Regions from separate parts of the Macaca mulatta genome. Here region 2 is linked to region 1. A link is a contact called in public Hi-C data. All regions are on one chromosome and are shown on one strand. The core of a region is the stretch at or near the end of the contact, and the rest is flanking DNA. Distances in the headings are between cores, read along the strand shown. Region 1 holds the start of CCNH (cyclin H). Region 2 has its middle 280 kb from the start of CCNH.

Region 1 (4,521 bases), core at 921-3,420:
AAAACAAACAGGTCCTCAGAACCATACATCTGAAGCAGTAAGACAATCTTTTTTAACCAAAGATAAAACTCCAGCTTCTACTAATTAAGGCTTAAAAAAATCTTATGGTATCAGTTTCAGCTGGGGCATATGATTACCAATTATGAAAGAATGCATTACTTCAAACATTTATTGGGTGTCACAGAGTTGGAAAAGCAAGTAGTCTATGTTCTAGTCCCAGTTCTATGGCTCACTAGTTGAGAACTTAGAGAAAAGTAATTTATTTTGTTTCTTTCTTTATAACATTACCTGACCTCAAATTTTTTTCTGACCACAAAATGAGACTTGAAATACTTTTGAAGATATGATACAGCAATTCATGAGTTAAGGCCTGAATTGAAAAAGATATAATGTGCCAAAAACTAATTAATTGTAACTAACGTGAATTTTTAAGACTAGAGTGGACAGGGAATTTAGAAGAGGTCAAATTTCACAAGTCAACTAAAGGACATTATATTTCATCACTACTGTAACTTACCACAACAGACCTTGGCATTGCTGGCTTAAACACCGAACAGAATTCCAATAACCTTTTCTCATAGTATTTGCAGAGTGTCATTTCTTCATGAGGCTCAAGAAAGACTGGATCATTCGGAAGAACCTTTAGATCAACAATTACAACACAAGTTCAATGAATTCAATGAATTAAACAATTGTAAAACATTTTTCTCTATCCAGATTAAATTTAGTTTATATCTCCAACGAAGGGGAATATATCACGCCTCGTTTTCTTTATAGATTCGCTAATCATTACACAAAATAGCTGTAGGAAAATAATAAACTAAAACTGTACCATCATTTCACAACTTTTCGGAATGTCAGCTAGACCTTTGCTTCATTATATAAACAATCACGATAGGCTATGTGCATATGCTCACAGCTGTGATATCATTATTTACAAATTTAAAAGTAGACAGACTTTTTACAAATATGATTGGAAAGCTTCCAACATTCGTTTCTCGGTCAGTCATTACGACACAAGTTGTAAAAAAACAGCAAATGTTTCAATAAATTTCTGTTATTTTAAGCTACCCAGTCTGTGGTGATTTTTTTAAGGCAGCCCTTAAGGAAACTAATTCAGGTGCTAAAATCAGTGATGTGAATTAAAGGTAGAAAGTAAAGTAAAGTAATTCAGTGTCAGTAATTTGGAGACACTGAACACTTGCTGGAGTGGAGCTTGTAAGAAAGATTAAACCAGCCCTAGAGCTGTAACAGAAGGGACTTGGCTAGCGGGCCACAGTCCAAACCTTATCTTTAGTCACTTGGTTTGTATTCCGTCGCCGGTCTCCCGCCCTCATCCAACCCATTCACCACGAGGTTGCTAGAGCGCTGTTTCCAGAACGGAAATCTGATAAGGTTAGCTTCCCATTTTAAATATTTCAAAGGTTCCTCATCCTTTCAATGGAAATTTCAAACGCCTCACTTCCACTTACAAACAAGTTCCCTTCCTACCCTCCCCAGCCATTCCTGTACAGGTACTCACATTCGGCCACATACGACCACAAACACGTCCACGCACCAGCCCTGTAACTTCTGACCTCCCTCCCACTCTGCACGGTAGTTCTGACTGCCTGGAACGTCCTTTCCCCATTTTCTCCGCATTGGCTACTGGGAAAAACCTTCCCCAACATCACCGCTTGACAAGTGAACGGCTCTTGCCACGCACTACCTTAGCACACTACCTACTCTCTTCTTCACCACGTTACAAAGACTGGTTACTTGTCTGCCATTCGACCACGGGGATGGCGTTGTTCGCCTTTGTACCCACGGAACCTCGCGAGGTGCTCGCTTATTTTAATATATAAACGCACTCCGCGCCGCAGAGGCAGAGAAATGAGGGAGTGAGACTGTCCTGGGAGCCAGAAGAGCTCCCGCAGCTGCTCAGAATTTAGTGACCAAGCAACTGGGCAACCGTCGGGAAAACCTCACCTTCCCGTTGGCCACCGCTTTGCATCTGAATTTGCGGTTGGCGTCGGCCCGCAGTCTTGCCAGCTGCTCCTCACTGGAGAAAGTCCAGTGCCGCTTCTGGCTACTGTTGTGGTACATTGTGGAATCGTGACCAGGTCCAGACAGCCTGCAGGAGACAACCCAAACGCAGCAGTGCCGTGGCGTAAAGCAACCGAACCCCTAGGGCGTCCGGCCAGCCAGCGCGGGCGCGCTGACGTCACGACTGCGTGTCCAGCGCGTACGCAGTCGCATTTCCGGAGCGGACTAGGAAGAGACCTTATCCAGGGTTTGTTGGGGCGCCCTCTGAGACGTAGGTGGGCGGAGCCTACGGAACGCTCCTCCCGGTGAGCCTGGGACATAGCTCCGCCCCTTCCAGGCAAGATTTAAAGGAGAAGCCCGGCAGGAATGTTCAAAAGAGGCATAAACTGAGGGTGTGGGGTAGGTTGATGTAAATTCACAGGGTGTAATCAGAAATTAGGAAAGGACTTGGTAGGGTGTTCATTTTTAAATGGAGGCCTCACTGAAGTTGACATTTGTGAAAAGGCTTTTTCGAGTTGAAATAGTAGGTTGATCAATCATGTAGGGAGATCATGGGGCCCAGAAAGAATAGGTAAGATCTTCAGGCAGAAGCATTCCTAGCCCTTTTCAGGAGGAGTTTGGAGATCGGTGTTCTTGAAGTACTACCAGAAATCTCTGAGAATGGAACATGGCTGAAAAACTTGAAGCAGTGGATGTGTATTGGCCCTTACAGTTTGCCACTTTTGTTGCCTTGTCTATTCTTTCTCTGTGCAAAAAGCACTTTCCCTTCTGTTGATAACTAGCCAATCCTCTCCCCCTATTTTCACCTCTGAAGCCAAGATGTATGGTAGTTTTAGTTTTCTTGAGATTCCCATCTTCATTGCCTCTAGGGAATCTTACAGTAAGCTATCATGAATATTAAGGTATTTACTAGTTTTTAAATTAATAGGACTTTCAAAATTGCAGGTGAGATCCAAAATTTACGTTGATTCTGAAGTGTCCCATTTAGGCATACCTTATTCTCTCATGTATTTATTATATATCCAAATTTCCCTATGGCAAATAGCTTTTCTAAATAAATAAATAAATAGAAAGAGAAAGATGATGAGACCTAGAGAATTTAGGTCTTGAAAAGCCTAAAAAGAAGTGGCAGGATGGCTTTAACTCTGCTTTCTATGAAAATGTTTTTAGAGGCTTAAGATAGGGAAAGTCTTTTCTTGTTCATTTTTGTTGGGTGCAGTTGAGGTTAGAGTTTGCCACAGTTATTTGAATTCCTCAAACTTATGCCATTTGTGGTTTATAATTTTGGCGATCCACACACTCAACATATGTGGCTAATCTGGTGTCGTAAATTGGCTAAGAGAGAAAAAGAGAAAGAGAAGATTGAAGGGCATGGCAAATTGATAACAACGAATTGTGAACAACCTAAAATGTTGCATATGGGGGAAAGAATAATTTAATGGAGAAAAACATTAATGGTACAAAAGATAGGAAAATAAGTGATCTAGATAATTAAATGTCTATATAAAGTATTAGACTCATGACAGTTATATATATCATATAAATTCTTTTCATTTTGTTTTTCTGAAAGATATTTGACAACTCCTTAGTTTTATGTAAAGGAAAATAGAAATAGGCATTTAAAAGAGTTGGCAGACTATGATTTCTACAGGGATATGAGTAAAATTTCTGAATGTCACTTAGGAAAAATATATGAAAAACTTGGCATTGCTGGTGTAACTTTTTTTAAACCTTGAACAAATTTTAGTTCATGAAAATTGACATTGATCTTATTTTTCAGTTGTAGTAGGAATTGGGCTGTGTCTAAATTAACTGTCTGCAGAATACAATTGTTGCTGATGCCCTAACATTAAGGCTCATGTATGATTTTTTTTATTAAAGTAAGCAGACTGGATGCTGTGATGGTCTCCTACTTAGCCTGATGTGCGAAAGTGTTTCTTTGCTATTGCTACCACAGGAGGCACACTGGAATGTAGAACTTGTGCATTTACCTATTTCCATTTCTAGTTTCAACTAAAAAGCAGCAGGTGTTTCTCTTCACTTCTATTATTTTTACTTACTTTATTTATGGAAAATTTCAAATATAAAGAATACAGAGAAATATATTTCAAAAATTATCAATACATGGCCAATTCCCTTCTACCCCCACTCACACCTCCATTAGGTTTTTTTCTTCTTCTTCTTTTTTGAGACAAAGTCTTGCTCTGTCACCCAGGCTGGAGTGCAGTGGCACAATCTCTACTTACTGCAATCTCCGCCTCCTGGGTTCAAGCCATTCTCCAGCCTCAATCTCCCGAGTAGCTGGGACTACAGACTCATGCCACCACGCCTAGCTAATTTTTGTATTTTTATTAGAGATGAGGTTTCACCATGTTGGCCAGGCTGGTCTAGAACTCCTGGCCTTAAGTGATCCACCTTCCTGGGCCTCCCAACTCCATTAGTTTTAAATCACAATTTCCCTGCTACTAAATGAAGATATTTCAAACAAGAACAAAC
Region 2 (4,593 bases), core at 1,456-3,955, 280 kb after region 1:
CTAATGATATCAAAAACTGGACAAAGGATGACATTAATGATACCCCTTACATTTTCCTCTGGCAGTTCATTTGAGGTGTGTGTGCAGGGCGGGGCAGGAAAGGGGGTGTATTTTCTTTGAAAATAAAAATAGAGCTTTCTGAAGGAAGCCTTAGCTTTATTGCAGCCTGAAGCATGGTCAGTGTGGCTTAAATAAGCAGTAACTAGTCTTGGTAAAACTTGTGTTTGAATTTTAATTTGAAAGTTGGAGAATTTTGATATTTAAAATATTGACTTTTTCAAAAACGGATAATTTTTATAGCGATAGAAAATCTTAAATACCAAGTGTTTGCTGATTAACCCAAACCTTGTTTCTCAGAAGCTTTTAGTTTAGGATTCTTTAATTAGAAACTTTAAGAAATTACCAGTCTACCTTCTATATAATATGTTCTTAAATCAATAGAAGAAAAATAATTGCATGATGATAAAGGAAAGTGTACTACTAGTTATACATTCATTTTATTCTGTATTTTGTATGAACAGATATGTATAAATATAATTAATTAATTAAATGAAAGAAATCACCAATAACAAAAATGGTAATTCACAGCTTCTAAAATTTTAACAACGTAATTCTTAATTTTAGATACACTGATCACTGTGTTTCAAGTCAATTCTGAAACTTAGTAAAAGATAATTTTAAGGAGTCATTAATTAGATTAAGTAAATACAATGTATTTTATAGAAAATGTATGTGTATGCACATAAATATACATCTGTGAAGATTACTGTCATGGAAAGCTAAAGAACAACTTTACAAGAAAGGAAATTATTTGCAAACATGAAAGCTGTAATTAGGCAAGCATAAGATGCCACAAAGAAGTTCCTCTAAATTTCTTCTGGGAAAACAATGTCCAGGAATTGGATTCAGACTTTATAGCATTTATGATAAGTGTAGCCAGCTTTGTGTAGATGCTTAAATTACTTTAAATATCATTTCCTGAAAGAGCTTGAAAATTCATTATGTTATCTGAGGGAGACCAAAGTCATTGTGGAATGAGGATGTGAGAATTATTAGGAAACTATTGGAAAATGATAAATACTCTTCAGTCAGTGGTAACTGCCATGGAGAATATTGCCTTATTCTTATTTTTGAAGTTTTGAATGTATGTGACAGAAAACAAAAAGACGAACAAAAGCAAACAAAAAACCTGTAAGATACAATCCAGCATTTTTAGCAATCTCTGATTCTTATTCAAGAAATAAAAGTGAAGATCCTTCTTAACAATATGAAGCATTTTCTGCCAGACTTCCACCGTATCCTTTAAATATTATGAATTATGCCAATGTCTGTAAACGGTTCTCACATCCATATGTGAGGATTCACATTTTTTTGTGATTAGGACACTACATATTAGCATGCATTTCAGAGAACATTATTGTAAGTGGGTTCTAAAAGTGAAAATCCTTGGCATTTAAAGCCGCATGTGGCAAAATCTTCTTGGCCAAAATATTCACAGTATCTCATCTAATATAAAATAATCCCCATATCAAATGAAGCAGATATCTATCAATATTGAGATAGCAACGTGCTCAACATGTTGGAGGTCTTCCATTGACACTACTTAGTAAGGTTTTACCAATGAAGAATCAGTACATAAAACACTTAAACTGTATCACACATGGGTCTGTGTTTGGTTATTACTCCACCGACTCATATTTTTATCATAATTGTTTCTTTCTTCACTATTCTATGCTTAGGAGATCTGCTAATATGAATGGCTAAAGGATAAATAAAGCTGACAAACAAAAGTGAAGATCTCTTTTGGCATTAAGATAATTATAGATCATTACATGGTAGGAATAGGTGATAGTTCTAAAGTAATATGATTAAATAAAACAATTTAAAACTGTAATTCACCTCAGCTTTTTAAATATTTTACTATTTCTTCTTTGTTGCTTCAAAGCTATGAATTTCAAGATTTATTTGTCACTATTCTCTATATTTTCTGCTGTACACAGTATTTGTGGGCTATGGCAACCAATCCCCTTGGGCTTTCTTTTGCTTTAATTTGCATAAACACAGGCATCATATGAATATTCAGTGAATGGCTTTGCATTAAGTAAGTGCCCTTAATCAGCTTTTCAGTTCAGTTTTATTGGTTGCACGCACAGTCAGTTATTTCATCCAGAAAATCTGAAGGCCCTACAAACTAACCAGGTAAGGATTGTAATTCCTTGATGCATTTAATGAAAGAATATTATCATTTGATTACATAGGTTCTGGAGAATGCTAAAAACATGATTTTTTTTTTTTTTTTTTCCCTATGTTTTTTTCTTCCCTTGGTGGTCAGGTGGATGCATGATTCTCTAATTTGCATAAACATCAGCTCTATGAATAATTCATCAGGGTTATTTTAAACACTAGGCTTCTACTTTGGATGGCACTAGGGTACCACTATTTGATTGGCTGGATGCTGTTTTCATCACCAGCAGAATTCCTATAACATGAAAGCACCTAAAGGAGCTGAATTGAATATACAGTATTTGTTTTTTGAAAAATAGCTGTTATCTTTTCAAAGCAAATTGTGCTACTTTTCCCCTTCCCTACCATTAGAGCTTCTAGCTTTTCATGATAAATACATTACAAGCTCAAATGTGGCTATTTGTAGACTTGACCGGTGTCTGTGATTTCTGGAGAATGGGGTAGCAGCTGTATTCTTCTGAACATGCATAAACATGAGCGACATGTAAATAAGAAACCATCACATGCATATGGAGCCCTGGACAGCTCCATTGCTAGGTTTCATCTATTTTCTTTATCAGAATCTTCTCTTTGAATGATAACTTTGAGACTGTTTTGTCTATTTTAAAATGTCATGAACAATTATGGTACTATATATGCATATAATAAGCATATATGATCTGACAAATTATCCCTTGTTGAATGTGTTATTTATAGTTTTTTCTCAGCCCACCAGCAGATTTTTAAATTTGGTAGCTCTTTGTAATACAATAGTGGCAAGAGAAGTGTTAATCAAGAATGACCAGGATAATTAATTTAAATATTAGGGTGTAATTCACTCCCACAATTTACTAAAAATAAATTGTGCCTTTCTTTATGCTTGTGGAGATGAGGAATATGGAATTTCAAGGCATTCTTTATTAGTCTCTTCAACATCAGCCATTTGCTTTTCTGGTCTCAGAGTCCTCACTGACAAGATTCTCATTGTAAACATTTGTGAACGTGAAACATTACAGACATACAGGACTGGAGAATGGTGCAAATTGAATTTAGTCTTTGGTACATTCCATTTTTGTTTTCCCACTCCATAGAGACATATAGCACAAATAAGATGCTAAGCAATTTCTGTTACAAAAGGTGTATTAAATGTTTTGTGCAATCAATTAGTTTGTGAAATCAACTATAAAATACTCCACATTCACTGTATTTCCCATACATTGGATGGATAAAAATGCCAGAGACATCTTTAATAAGCAATAAAGAAGGCTGAAAATTTTTCAGTATTTAATAGGTTTTCCACATGAAAATTTAAATGTTCCCTTTAAATCAATTTTGCACTCTAATGTTATTCACTGATTTTTTGTAAATAATATGCAAATACATGAGTTACATATGATGCTAAAACTGAAGAAAAATACAATCCTTTTTACTTTTTCTTTCTAGCTTTCTGTTCATCGAATGATAGAGTTAGGCTAGTTCTTTTTTTCCTTTATTTGAATTATTTGTAATTAGGTAGGTCTATTTCTATTTTATTTTCTTTCTTTTTTTTTGCTATACCTTTGGAATAAAAATTTTAAAGGAATAGTTCTGAGACAATACTCCTTCACTCAGAACCAACATTCATGAACACATTTGACATATCTGTTATGTTGTCTGTTGTCAAATGCTCCATATTTAAAAAGTGGAATAAGGAATTCGAAACGAAAATTGTTTAAAATGAGAGGAAATTGCAAATTTCTCTCAGAATTCCATGTGACCATATTAGGAATTGTGTTTTACATGTAATTATAAATAGTAATTTAAATCTCACATCTGCAGTGTGCTATGTTTAATTAAATCTTTCAAAATTCAGTATGGATGCTGTTTAATTATCAGCCATTAAATGTTTACAGCTGTAATAAACACTATGCAATCTTTACCATTACTATATGAAGATTGTAGATTTGGAACCATTTAGCCAAAGATGTTCATTTAAGTGATGCTCATTCTATCGAATACTTTTCAAGAAACCAGCCATATATATATATATATATATATATCTCCAATATTTATTTCTTTCATTTGTTTCAAAATAATCCAAATTATTTTCTAAACAAGAAATAAGTTATAATTTCAGAAGAGAGTCCTATGATTCTGTAGATCTGTAAATATATGTCTATAATTCTATTTTATGTGTGTATAATTTTGAAAATGAAAAATTCTCATCTAATTCTTTTTGATTGAGCAATTGTGAAATATACAATTTCACATGATACACTGAATTCCTTTATGTTTTTGCCATTTATATTATTTGGAGAAATCATTGAAGCTTCTTTAAAGAAAACATATTTTTAATAAAGTTGAAAACTGCAAAGCTAGTGAGCGACCAAA

Evidence for each region. Hi-C and Micro-C count contacts between places; a contact is called where the count stands out from the background.
Region 2: a contact with region 1 is called in a Hi-C map of fetal cortical plate, with 2.6 times the contacts expected there. The contact joins the enhancer-like site here to the promoter of CCNH in region 1. A contact is called at or near these places in 2 of 14 Hi-C or Micro-C datasets (fetal cortex germinal zone and fetal cortical plate).

What each region holds. Positions count from the first base shown.
Region 1 is chr6:93,787,341-93,791,861 of T2T-MMU8v2.0, forward strand. It overlaps CCNH (cyclin H), which reads right to left and starts at 2,171. Exons shown (of 9, transcript NM_001266446.1): 1 at 1,969-2,171; 2 at 518-640. The coding sequence starts at 2,085.
Region 2 is chr6:94,065,621-94,070,213 of T2T-MMU8v2.0, forward strand. No RefSeq gene overlaps it. Among named protein-coding and RNA genes, the nearest start is that of CCNH, 280 kb to the left of the region's middle. Within about 2 kb of position 2,706, at least 6 of the 40 cell types and tissues checked have an H3K27ac peak or open chromatin away from gene starts, as enhancers often do. A contact at or near this core is called in fetal cortex germinal zone and fetal cortical plate, where this site is marked.